Linked DNA regions of Macaca mulatta: region 1 is linked to region 2. Evidence: chromatin contacts called from public Hi-C data. All regions are on one chromosome and are shown on one strand. The core of a region is the stretch at or near the end of the contact, and the rest is flanking DNA. Distances in the headings are between cores, read along the strand shown.

Evidence for each region. Hi-C and Micro-C count contacts between places; a contact is called where the count stands out from the background.
Region 1: a Hi-C map of CD4 T cells shows a contact between it and region 2, with 5 times the contacts expected there. The contact joins the promoter of POLM here to the promoter of YKT6 in region 2. A contact is called at or near these places in 4 of 14 Hi-C or Micro-C datasets (CD4 T cells, blood, fibroblasts and 1 more).

The regions. Positions count from the first base shown.
Region 1 is chr3:84,354,146-84,359,166 of T2T-MMU8v2.0, forward strand. POLM (DNA polymerase mu) reads left to right here and starts at 2,729. Exons shown (of 10, transcript XM_077996897.1): 1 at 2,729-2,981; 2 at 4,030-4,213; 3 at 4,990-5,021. The coding sequence starts at 2,794.
Region 2 is chr3:84,234,083-84,239,200 of T2T-MMU8v2.0, forward strand. YKT6 (YKT6 v-SNARE homolog) reads right to left here and starts at 3,728. Exons shown (of 7, transcript NM_001266540.1): 1 at 3,515-3,728; 2 at 119-201. The coding sequence starts at 3,618. It overlaps LOC114676925 (a long non-coding RNA gene), which reads left to right and starts at 3,839. Exons shown (of 3, transcript XR_003728137.2): 1 at 3,839-4,456.

The sequences.
Region 1 (5,021 bases), core at 1,479-3,978, 120 kb after region 2:
TTTTTTTTTTTTTTGAGACGGAGTCTCGCTCTGTCGCCCAAGCTGGAGTGAAGTGCAGTGGCCGGATCTCAGCTCACTGCAAGCTCCGCCTCCCAGGTTTACGCCATTCTCCTGCCTCAGCCTCCCGAGTAGCTGGGACTACAGGCGCCTGCCACCTCGCCTGGCTAGTTTTTTGTATTTTTTAGTAGAGACGGGGTTTCACCGTGTTAGCCAGGATGGTCTCGATCTCCTGACCTCGTGATCCGTCCGTCTCGGTCTCCCAAAGTGCTGGGATTACAGGCTTGAGCCACCGCGCCCCGCCTGTGCCCATTCTTTAGCAAAGTTCAGGCTCCACCACAATTCTAACCTTGTCTTATGAAAGTGGTTTCAATCTCCAAACAAGAAGGGGGTCAGTTTTTCTTGCCTTTAACTATAAACTAAATTCCTCTCATAGTTATGTTGGCCTCTGCACTACAAGAAGAAGGAGAAGAAGAAAAAAAAAAAAGAAATAAGAAAACCAATTTAGCCTGTGAGGTTAGAAGCAAGAGGGAGTCAGTCATGTTAGATTTCTCTCATGACTTAGAATTCTGCAAAGGTGGTTTCACCTCCACGGCAGGCCACCTCTCCCTGGGTATAGGGCACATCTTCGTCCTGCAGAGCAGGCAAGTCCCTCTCTCTCCCCACCTCCTCACCCCCTCTTGCCCCCACTGGCCAATGTTCATGACTCCTTCAGCCCCATGTTGTCCTAGCAGACACTGCAGCAACCACTCAGAGGGCCTGGCTGATTTCTAAGCTAGGCAGTTTCTTACACTGTCAGTTGGATGAGATTCCTTGAACAAACATTTTTGTACAGTTGCGCAGTGTTTTAAGTACTCAGGTCTGACAGACTTAAAAACTGCCTCTGCCTTCTCAGGAGAGAACAAGGGCCCCAAGGGGAGCCCAGGTGCCCTGGCCAGACAGAGGACATTAAAAGGAATGGAAATGGTTTTAGACAGCTGGAGGGATCTGCTCAGGGGACATTTGGGCAGAGCCTCTTCCTTGAGGAGGGCAGGAGCCAGATCCACAGATGAAGACCCTTAGAGCCTGCCCATCCCTGCTGGCACAAGGGGAGGATGGGGAGAGAGGGACCACATGCAGGCCTCCTGGCTTCTGTGTGTGGGTCCTGAGGCCCAGGAAGCTCTACAGCCCTGAAGAGGTAGATGAATTAGGAGGCTGGGAGTTGGTGTAGGAGGTCAAGAGGATGCTTGGGCTGAGCCACCTCCCCCGCTGCCCTCAGCCCTGTGCTCTGAGTGCAGAGATGGGGAAGAGCCAGCACACTAAAGATGTCAGAGAGGGGCCAGAGAAAAAGGATAGGTGCTCAGGGAGTCTGGGGCTCAAGACAAGACGATGGGGTAGTGATGAGGAGAGGCATGAGAAAGCGGGTTGCATCCGATCTGGCGTGTCCCATCAGTTAGGTTGAGCAGTGCCACACCACTGTAACAGAGATTACAAATCGAGTATATCTAAATGATATAGACAGAAGACTTTATATTATCAAGACATCAGTTTTCCCCAGCTTGATCTATAGATTCAATGCAATCCCAATCTTGGGAAAGGAATTGCTGGATCAATGTGTATTATTTTGTTTTCATTTTGTTGGATATGGTTGCCACATTGGCTTCCAGAGTCTCTCCTACAGATTGTCAATTCCCTTGCACCTTCAACATGTGTGGTCAATTTTTTTGAATGTTTGATAAACCCACAACTGAAGATATTCTCATTTAGGTATTCTGTAACAACTGGACAGGTTGGGCACTCAGGTCATAAATTTATTGACCAGGATTTCTTCTGAGAATCATCTACGTGAGTTTCTTTGCTAATTTTTCTATTAAATTACTGCCTTTTTATCTATGGACAATTTAATAAGTTTATTATGATGAGATAATCTTAATTCCAAAATATCTCACATTTTATCCGTTTATCTTTTGACTTTAATTTTTGATCAGATTTAAATCTGTCTGTTGTCCAATTTATCATTCTTTTCCTTTAATGTTTCCAAAGTTTACTGTGATATTTAGATCATAAAAACATTCACCGACTTTTTTCCGGTATGTTTTTGGTTTCCTTTTTAGATGGAAATGTTTGACCCATCTGGAATTTATTTTGTTGTTAAGGAATGAGGAAGGGCACCAACTTCTATTTTTCCAAATGGCCCGCCAGTTGTCCTAAAGCCATTCGACTGAAAAATCTCGCGTGTTTGAAGCGACCGCCACACCAGCGCATTGGAAACGCGCGTTGTCTGTCCCGCGCCCGCCGGCTTCCGTGTGACAGTCCCGAGCGCAGAAGGATCGGGCAAGGCCCACACGCGTCCACCCGGAGCCGCCGGCTCAACCCTCGGTTGAGGACGCAGCCCACCCCGCTCCGCCCGGGCCTAGGTCCCAGTCCACCCGTACGGGCCTAGGACGCCCCTTTGACCCCGCCTCCTCCACCTCCTCCAACACCCTCCCCGGCCCGCTCCAGCCCACCCTCTACTCCAGGAGGCCAGTGGGACCAAACTGCGCTTTCGGAGACATTAATTTAAATAAAAGGCGTGTCCTCTGCTGTTATTTGCATGGAGGCGGGTCTTCCGGAGCGGCCGAGACACCCAGTCCTGTAGGAGCCCGGACCCTCCCCAGCGCTCCGACTGGCCCCGGTCGCGAGTCTCACGGAGAGGCCTTATTTGGATAGGGCGGGGCCACGTCCTCTTCTAGCCGGCGGCTGCCCGCCCGCCGCTTCCGTCAGCCTCACTGCGGATTCCTTCCGTCTCGCTCCGCGTTGCTGGAGGCTGTGGTCCCAATGCTCCCCAAACGGCGGCGAGCGCGGGTCAGGTCCCCTACCGGCGATGCAGCTTCCTCCACGCCGCCCTCGACGCGCTTCCCCGGCGTCGCCATCTACCTGGTCGAGCCTCGCATGGGTCGCAGCCGCCGGGCCTTCCTCACACGCCTGGCGCGCTCCAAAGGCTTCCGTGTCCTCGACGCCTGCAGGTGCGGGGCGGCGCGGTCTTCCGTGGCACCTGTAGTTTTGGATTCTAAGTTTGCTGTGGCACTTCGTGACCTTTCCCTGAGCTTCCATCTCCTCTTCTGTAAAGGGTGCTATTAATTAGGGCCAGGCGTGTTTTAAAGGATCACTGCGAGAATCAAAACCAGAGGTCAGGGGTAATTAATAGGCAGTCGTATTTGCTAACAGCCCTTCCGCCTGGGCTGTGTCCCACCTGTGAGCGAGACTGACTGCTCAGGAGGCCCGGAGCCCGCATGCTCCTCTGTCCTCAGACCTGAGTAAATAACACGACTGAGACGCTCCTGTAGGAAGGGAACCAAGAGGAGGAAAAATGGCGGCTACAGAGACAACACCCAGAGTAAGGGAGCTGGGGGTGCCCCCTAGTTTGGAGGTTGAGAGAGCAAACGAACCTGGGTCTAGTATACCCCTACAGTTGTGTGTGTGTGGTTTTGTTTGTTTGTTTTGTTTTGTTTTGTTTTTAACATTATCAGGGATCAGTAGTGTGCCAGACCCACTCAGGAGAGGATAATGATAGCAGCTTAGAGTGTACCAGGCACTATCTTTGTACAACCACCCCACAGGGTAGATATGTTATCTTTGCTTTAGGGAAGAGGAAATCAAAGTATAGACACCTGGCTTGCCCAAGAGCTAAACAAGTATGTGGCAGGCAGAGCTGGGGTTCAGACCCAAACAGGCTCCTGCATCTCAGCTAAAACCCCTGTTCTTAGATGAAGACCACCTGGTCCTGACCCCTAAGGAATTCCTTTCTCTGAGGTGGAGAGGGAGGGAGAGAGCACCAGACTGGACTGTGCTTGTGAACATAGCCAGGGCAGAGAACTGCAGTTCTGAGGGCTGAGTGGTGGTGGTGTTCATCTACCAGGAGGAGGGGCCGGGAAGGCTTTCTGGAGGAGGTGATGTTTGCAGGATGAATGGTCACTCACCATGCAGAAGAGACGGCAAGAATGAAGGCTTGGAGCCAACCAGGGAGGGTTCTGGGCCTCACCCTTCTCCTTCTCTCCCAAATCCCTCTGCCAGCTCTGAAGCGACACATGTTGTGATGGAACAGACCTCAGCAGAGGAGGCCGTCAGCTGGCAGGAGCGCAGGATGACAGCTGCTCCCCCGGGTTGCACCCCCCCAGCTCTGCTGGACATAAGCTGGTTAACAGAGAGCCTGGCAGCTGGGCAGCCTGTACCTGTGGAGTGCCGGCACCGCCTGGAGGTGAGCTGGGTGGAAAACTAGAGTTGGGGCTACAGTGAAAGCCCCAGTGTAGGCCATTGCTCAGCTGGGAGAGGTGACATGGCAGCAATGCCTCAATGTCCTTCAGAGGAGGTGGGCAGTGAGGACTCTACCCAGATCACCAGGGGCCCCCTAAAAGCCAGTAGAGGAACTACAGCAGGGCCTGAGGGGGCCAGGCCATCTCAGCTTCTGTTCTCACCACTGGTGCAAATTCTGGGGTCCGCTTATTTTTACCTTCTTCAGGCCTTTCTTCCTCACCAAGTATATGACACAGCAACTCCGAGCGGGATGACCTATGGATCAGCAGGAGCCTGTCCTCAGGATGCTATAAGGCTCCTGGCTTCTGACAGGTGTGGGCTTGGGGCCAGGTTGCCTGCATTCAAATCTTGGCCCAGCCTGTGAGCCATGGTCGTGGGGCGAGCCCCTAGCCCCCGAGGCCTCAGCATCCCCAGCCCGCTTGGTTGTGAGGATTGGGGTGATGGAGCACATGCGTCATGTGCAGCAGCAGCAGCAGAAGTGCCCACAGGGCTGGCAGATGGGATTGCTGCTACCCTGGCATGAGGAGCCCCGTCTGCAGCCTGTTCTGCAGGGTGATGTCTCCCTCAGTCCCATGCCTCTGGTGTTTTGTTGCTCACCTCTGTCCCATGAGCTCCAGAGGGCCTCAGTTGGACACTCCAGGAGAAACAAAGCCTGGGTATGGCCTGGCTCTCTTGCCAGCCCTACAACCTCACGGTGACCTGTTCATTGCCCATCCCCAGGTGACTGGGCCCAGGAAGGGGCCTCTGAGCCC
Region 2 (5,118 bases), core at 2,478-4,977:
GAGAGAACAAGCTAGAGGAGGAGTGGGGTCCCAGTAGAAAGGAGAGAGCTGGGTGCTGTGTGAGGTGAGGCATGGCAGCCAGGCCAGCACACGCACAGAAGTTGGAGGGTCTTCTTACCTTGTTCTTTGACAGAAGCTCTAGTGCCTTTCGATGAACGCTCCACAATCAGTTGACTCGTGAAGGTCATGAATTCCTGAACGCTAAGAAACACAAAATGTATTTATTGCCTACTTCTTATCACCTTGTCCTCAACACAGTGGAAAGTGACCTCTGGGCTTATACATTAAGTAGACATTGCTTCTTGGTTTCATTCCTTTCCCTCCCACCCTTAGTAACAAACACTCTATAAATGAGCACAATTACTGATCATTATGAATCATCATCACCATGAAAGCTACATCTGTTTGCTACCTAGCTCACCAAAACAGGTGAATTTTCTGGGGGTTTTTCCACAGGATACAGTCAATTGTACCTTTTCATCAGAGTATAATTGGAGATGCAATGGAAAAACAAGAGGTACGTCCTGCTCTCAAGGTCCCAATAACTTCCAAGAAGCAGGACAAATAAGAACTGCACTAGAAAAATAGTAGTGCAAAAACTGTCAGGCAGAAATGCACAACCATTTACGGCTGTGTCCACATGACAGACCCTTGCAATGCCACATACGCCCATAGTGAATGCTAGCTCAGGTCTGCTGGGGCTCGTCCACAGACCGAGCGCAAGGCACTCTGGATGGAATAAAAGCAAACTGCTTATCCAAGACAAAAAAGTGGGAAATGGCTCAGACAAAGGGTGAAAGGGAGAAGGTCCATCATGGGCTTAACAGAGATCTATCCAGAACAGAACAGTCATAGGAGATGGTACAGCCAGAGGAACAGGTGCTGACAAGGAGCCTCCAATTGGGGATGTGATATAAAGGGCAGCCAGGGCCATCAGAGCAAGGTGCTCAAATGCAAGTCTGCAGCAGGCTCCAGCAGAGCCATATAGGTAACTGAAGGCCTGACTCTGGGCCTGTGTGCTGCGCCTCCACAATAAAAAAATCAAGATTTGTGCAACAGTTAAACGAGGTAATACGTGTAAAGCACTTGCAACAATGCCTGCACACATAGTATATTACCTGTTAATATCTTGAAGGACTGAAGTGATCAAAATAACCCCTCAGAAAAGAAGACCTCAAACAAGGAAGGCTTTGCAGTAAACCTAAAGAGATAGCACTTGAGGTACGGCTATAAAGAGACAAAGGAAGAACTGCATTGTGACAGCATGTATACGAAGGCCAAAAAAGCTGGGAAACTACTTTTTCAAGTTTGGGATCTGGTAATTATGGGGCACGAAGGATGTAAGTAAGGAGATCTTATAAGAAAATGAGCTCAGGCCGGACGCGGTGGCTCAAGCCTGTAATCCCAGCACTTTGGGAGGCAGAGGCAGGTGGATCAACGGAGGTCAGGAGTTCGAGACCAGCCTGGCTAACATGCTGAAACCCCATCTCTACTAAAAATACAAAAATTAGCTGGGCGTGGTATTGCGCACCTGTAATCCCAGCTACTTGGGAGGCTGAAGCAGGAGAATTGCTTGAACCCAGGAGGCAGAGGTTGCAGTGAGCTGAGATTGTGCCACTGCACTCCAGCCTGGGTGACAGAGCGAGACTCCATCAAAAAAAAAAAAAAAAAAAAAAAAAAAAATCAGCTGGAACATGTGTTGTTCTAAGACATATTAGTAGAGATGTCCCTTTAGTGCTGTAGCTGTTAGTCATTGCAAACCAGTGTGTGTGTCCCAAGCAGGTAAGGTATAAGTCCTACAAGTGAAAACTCTGAGAATCTTAAGTGCTAATGGGAAGGAACAAGGAAAAAGAATCAGAGCCAAGTTGGCACCAAAAGTTCCATCTGAGAAAAGCAACAACACAGAGCAGTGAATGTAGGCCATGGTAAAGACTGCAAAGACCAAGAACTCCAAGAAGGAGCTAAAAGATGATGCAGCAATTCCGCTTCTGGGTAAATACCAAAAAAATACAAGCAGGGTCTTAAAGAGATATTTGTACATCCATGTTCATAGCAGTGTCATTCACAATGGCTGAAATGTGGAAGCAACCCAGGTGTCCACTAACAGATGAACAGATAAGCAAAATGTGCTAAATACATACAATGGATTATTCAGCCTTAGAAAGGGAAGAAATTCTGATACATGCAACAAGATGCATGAGCCTTGAGGACATTACACTACATGAAATAAGCCAGACACACAAAAACTATAGGATTCTATTTATCTAAGGTCGCCAGAAAAGTAAAAATCACAGAGACAAATTAGAATGGTGGTTGCCATGTGCTGGGGTAGAAGGGAATGGGGAGTTGGTGTTTGATAAAAGTTTGATAAACAGGAGTTCTGGAGACGAGTGACAGTGATGGCTGCACAACACTATCCATCTATTTCGTATCACTGCACTCACCACACGCTTAAAGACAGTGAAGATAAATTTTGTGTGCCATTTTACCACAATTAAAACTTTTTTTAAAAAGAACTCAAAGGAGCAGAAAGTTTCAACAAAATAACAAACTTTTTTTTTTTTTTTATATCCAGCAAGTCCTTGACAAAGAACTCTCATCAAGAACCAGCTGCACTGAAGCAGGGAAAACAGAATCCAAACGGCAGATTCCATCAGACTTTGAGACAAGATGACCATAGATACCGATCACGTAGGGTCCTTCTTCTTTCGTGCCTGAGTCACCCCACTCCCTCCCACGAATGGTCTGGAAATGTCTGTGTTACTTCTAACACGTTCCAGCAATTAAAGCGCCCCCAGAAACAAGTAAAAACCTGTAAGCCCTACAGATCCCATGTTTCCTTTCAATCTTCAGTGTGGAATCCTTTTGTACCACTAGTGTCCGACTAAAAAGTGTTAAACCTGGCTTTTAGTTCTAGCTGGTTGTGATATAACCTCTTGGTACCTCAGTGACTTCACCCATTAAAAACAAACAAACAAAAAGCATATCAGTATCTCTCATACTGAATTGTTGGGAAGCCCCGCTAGAAAATCAAAATATGGCCCTCAAGATGCGGCACCCAGGCTCCCAGAGTCAGAATCACTGGGTGGGAGGTGTTGGTCTAAAATATAAATTTCGAGGCCTCAGTCTACTAATTCAGAACATCTTGGTATGAAGCTTGGAAACCTGCACTATTTCACAGTCCCCTTAAAAGAGAATGTTGGATGGTTCCTCAAAGGCACAGTCCACGGCCAGATTCCACTATAGGAGACCAAGCCCGGACCGCAGACCCCGGGCCCTCCCCGCCCCGCCCCGCCCCGCCCCGCCCCGCCCCGCCCCGCCCCGCCCCGCCCCGCCCCTGACCCCAGCCTTCTCAGACCCCGGGCACTCGGCCACCCTGCCCTGCCCTGCCCCTACCCTCCGGCCTCCTTGACCCTCCCCTGATTCCTCCCCCGACCCCAGGCCCACTCCGACTCGAACCCCCACCCAGTTCTCTCCGCCCGACCGCCACGGCCGATCAGCCTGTGCCGCTCACCTGGATCTCTGGAAAAAGCTGAAGGAAGACACATCATACGCGGCTTTGAGCAGCACCACCTTGGCCTCGCCTTTGTAGAGGACGCTGAGGCTGTACAGTTTCATGGCTCCGCGCCCTCAGGCCGCCCGCCTGCCCAGCCGCGGGACCCGCTCTCAGGGAGCAGCGCGGCCGCCGCCCCTCGAGACCGCCGCCGCCTACCAGTCTCTCAGCAGCCCGCTGCTGACGGGGCCACCGCCGGCTTCCTCCTCCCGGCTCTCAACCCACTTCCGGATCCGGTCAGCCTGGTTGTGGGTTCTCATACCCCGGATGCAGAAATGTGCGGACGGAAGTTCAATGCCACGAGGGGCGGGGCTCCACGCCTCGCGTGAGCCTGGTCCCTCCCTGCTCGCCAGGTAAAGTCGGGCGCTCAGCGGGACAGTGTACTGTCCTGTGCTGGGTGGTGCTGGGCCTCCCAGAGCGGCCTGAACCCTTCTTTTTGCTTGCGTTGTTGAAGGAAGGCAAGTCTACGGATAGGAATGAGTGAGGCACAGTTCCCTGAGGATGCCATAACTTACCCGTTTCTTGTGTATTAAGTGACATCACGTGTTACCAAACTAAACCGGCTGCATTTGCCTGCGCACAACGTAAAACCAAACACCCAAGCATTGGATTTTTGTAGCAAGAAAGATGTATTGCCAAGCAGCCTTGCAAGGAGACAGAAGATGGGCTGAAGTCTGGCTCCCAATACTTGCTTCACAGCAGTAGATTTAAGGGAGAGATTTTGGAATTGGAGTTTCGGGCTGGACAGTGATTGGCTGAAACGAAGAAACGTTTAGAAAATCTCTTGGCCATGAGCTGTTGCTTCTTCATGCTGCTTCAAGGATCACATGCAGATTCAGGAGTTGGTTTAAAACAAGCTCTGGAAATCCGGGCTGTGACATCAAAGGGCCGCTCCTCGGGCTAGTAAGTCTATTTTGCACAGGCTCCAGTCAGCCATATTGGTTCCAACCTGTTTCAGGAAGTTGTATAAGCAGAGGGGATTATAGCAAACTGTTTCCTTATCGGCTGTCCTCTAGACAAGCTCAAGATTTCTGTTAGTTACTAGTTTCTTTAACCTTGTTGGGCACAGTTTCACATGTAATCAGAAAGGAACTTGGTCTTTGGAAGTTGTCAGTAAGGTCACAAAATTGTGATGCTAGAAGCAGCCGCATCTGAGATTATAGGAAAGAGATGATGTATTGGAAAAACAACAGCATCACTTTAAACATTACTCTAAATCAAGGTTTCTCAACCTTGGCACTATTGACATTTTGGGTTGGATAGTTCTTTGTTGTTGGGAGACTGCCTTGTGCATTGTGTACTCACTAAATGTCAGTACCAACCTACCCCCTCCCCACTGCACAATCAAAAATGTCAACATGTCCCTTGGGAGAAGTAGTTTTGAGAAACATTCCTTTGCATATATATATATATGTTTGTTTTGTTTTGAGACAGAGTCTTGCTCTGTTGCCCAGGCAGAAGTGCAATGGTGTGATCCCGCTCACTGCAACCTCTGCCTCCCAGGTTCAAGCGATTCTCATGCCTCAGCCTCCTGAGTAGCTGGGATTACAGGAATGCACCCCTAC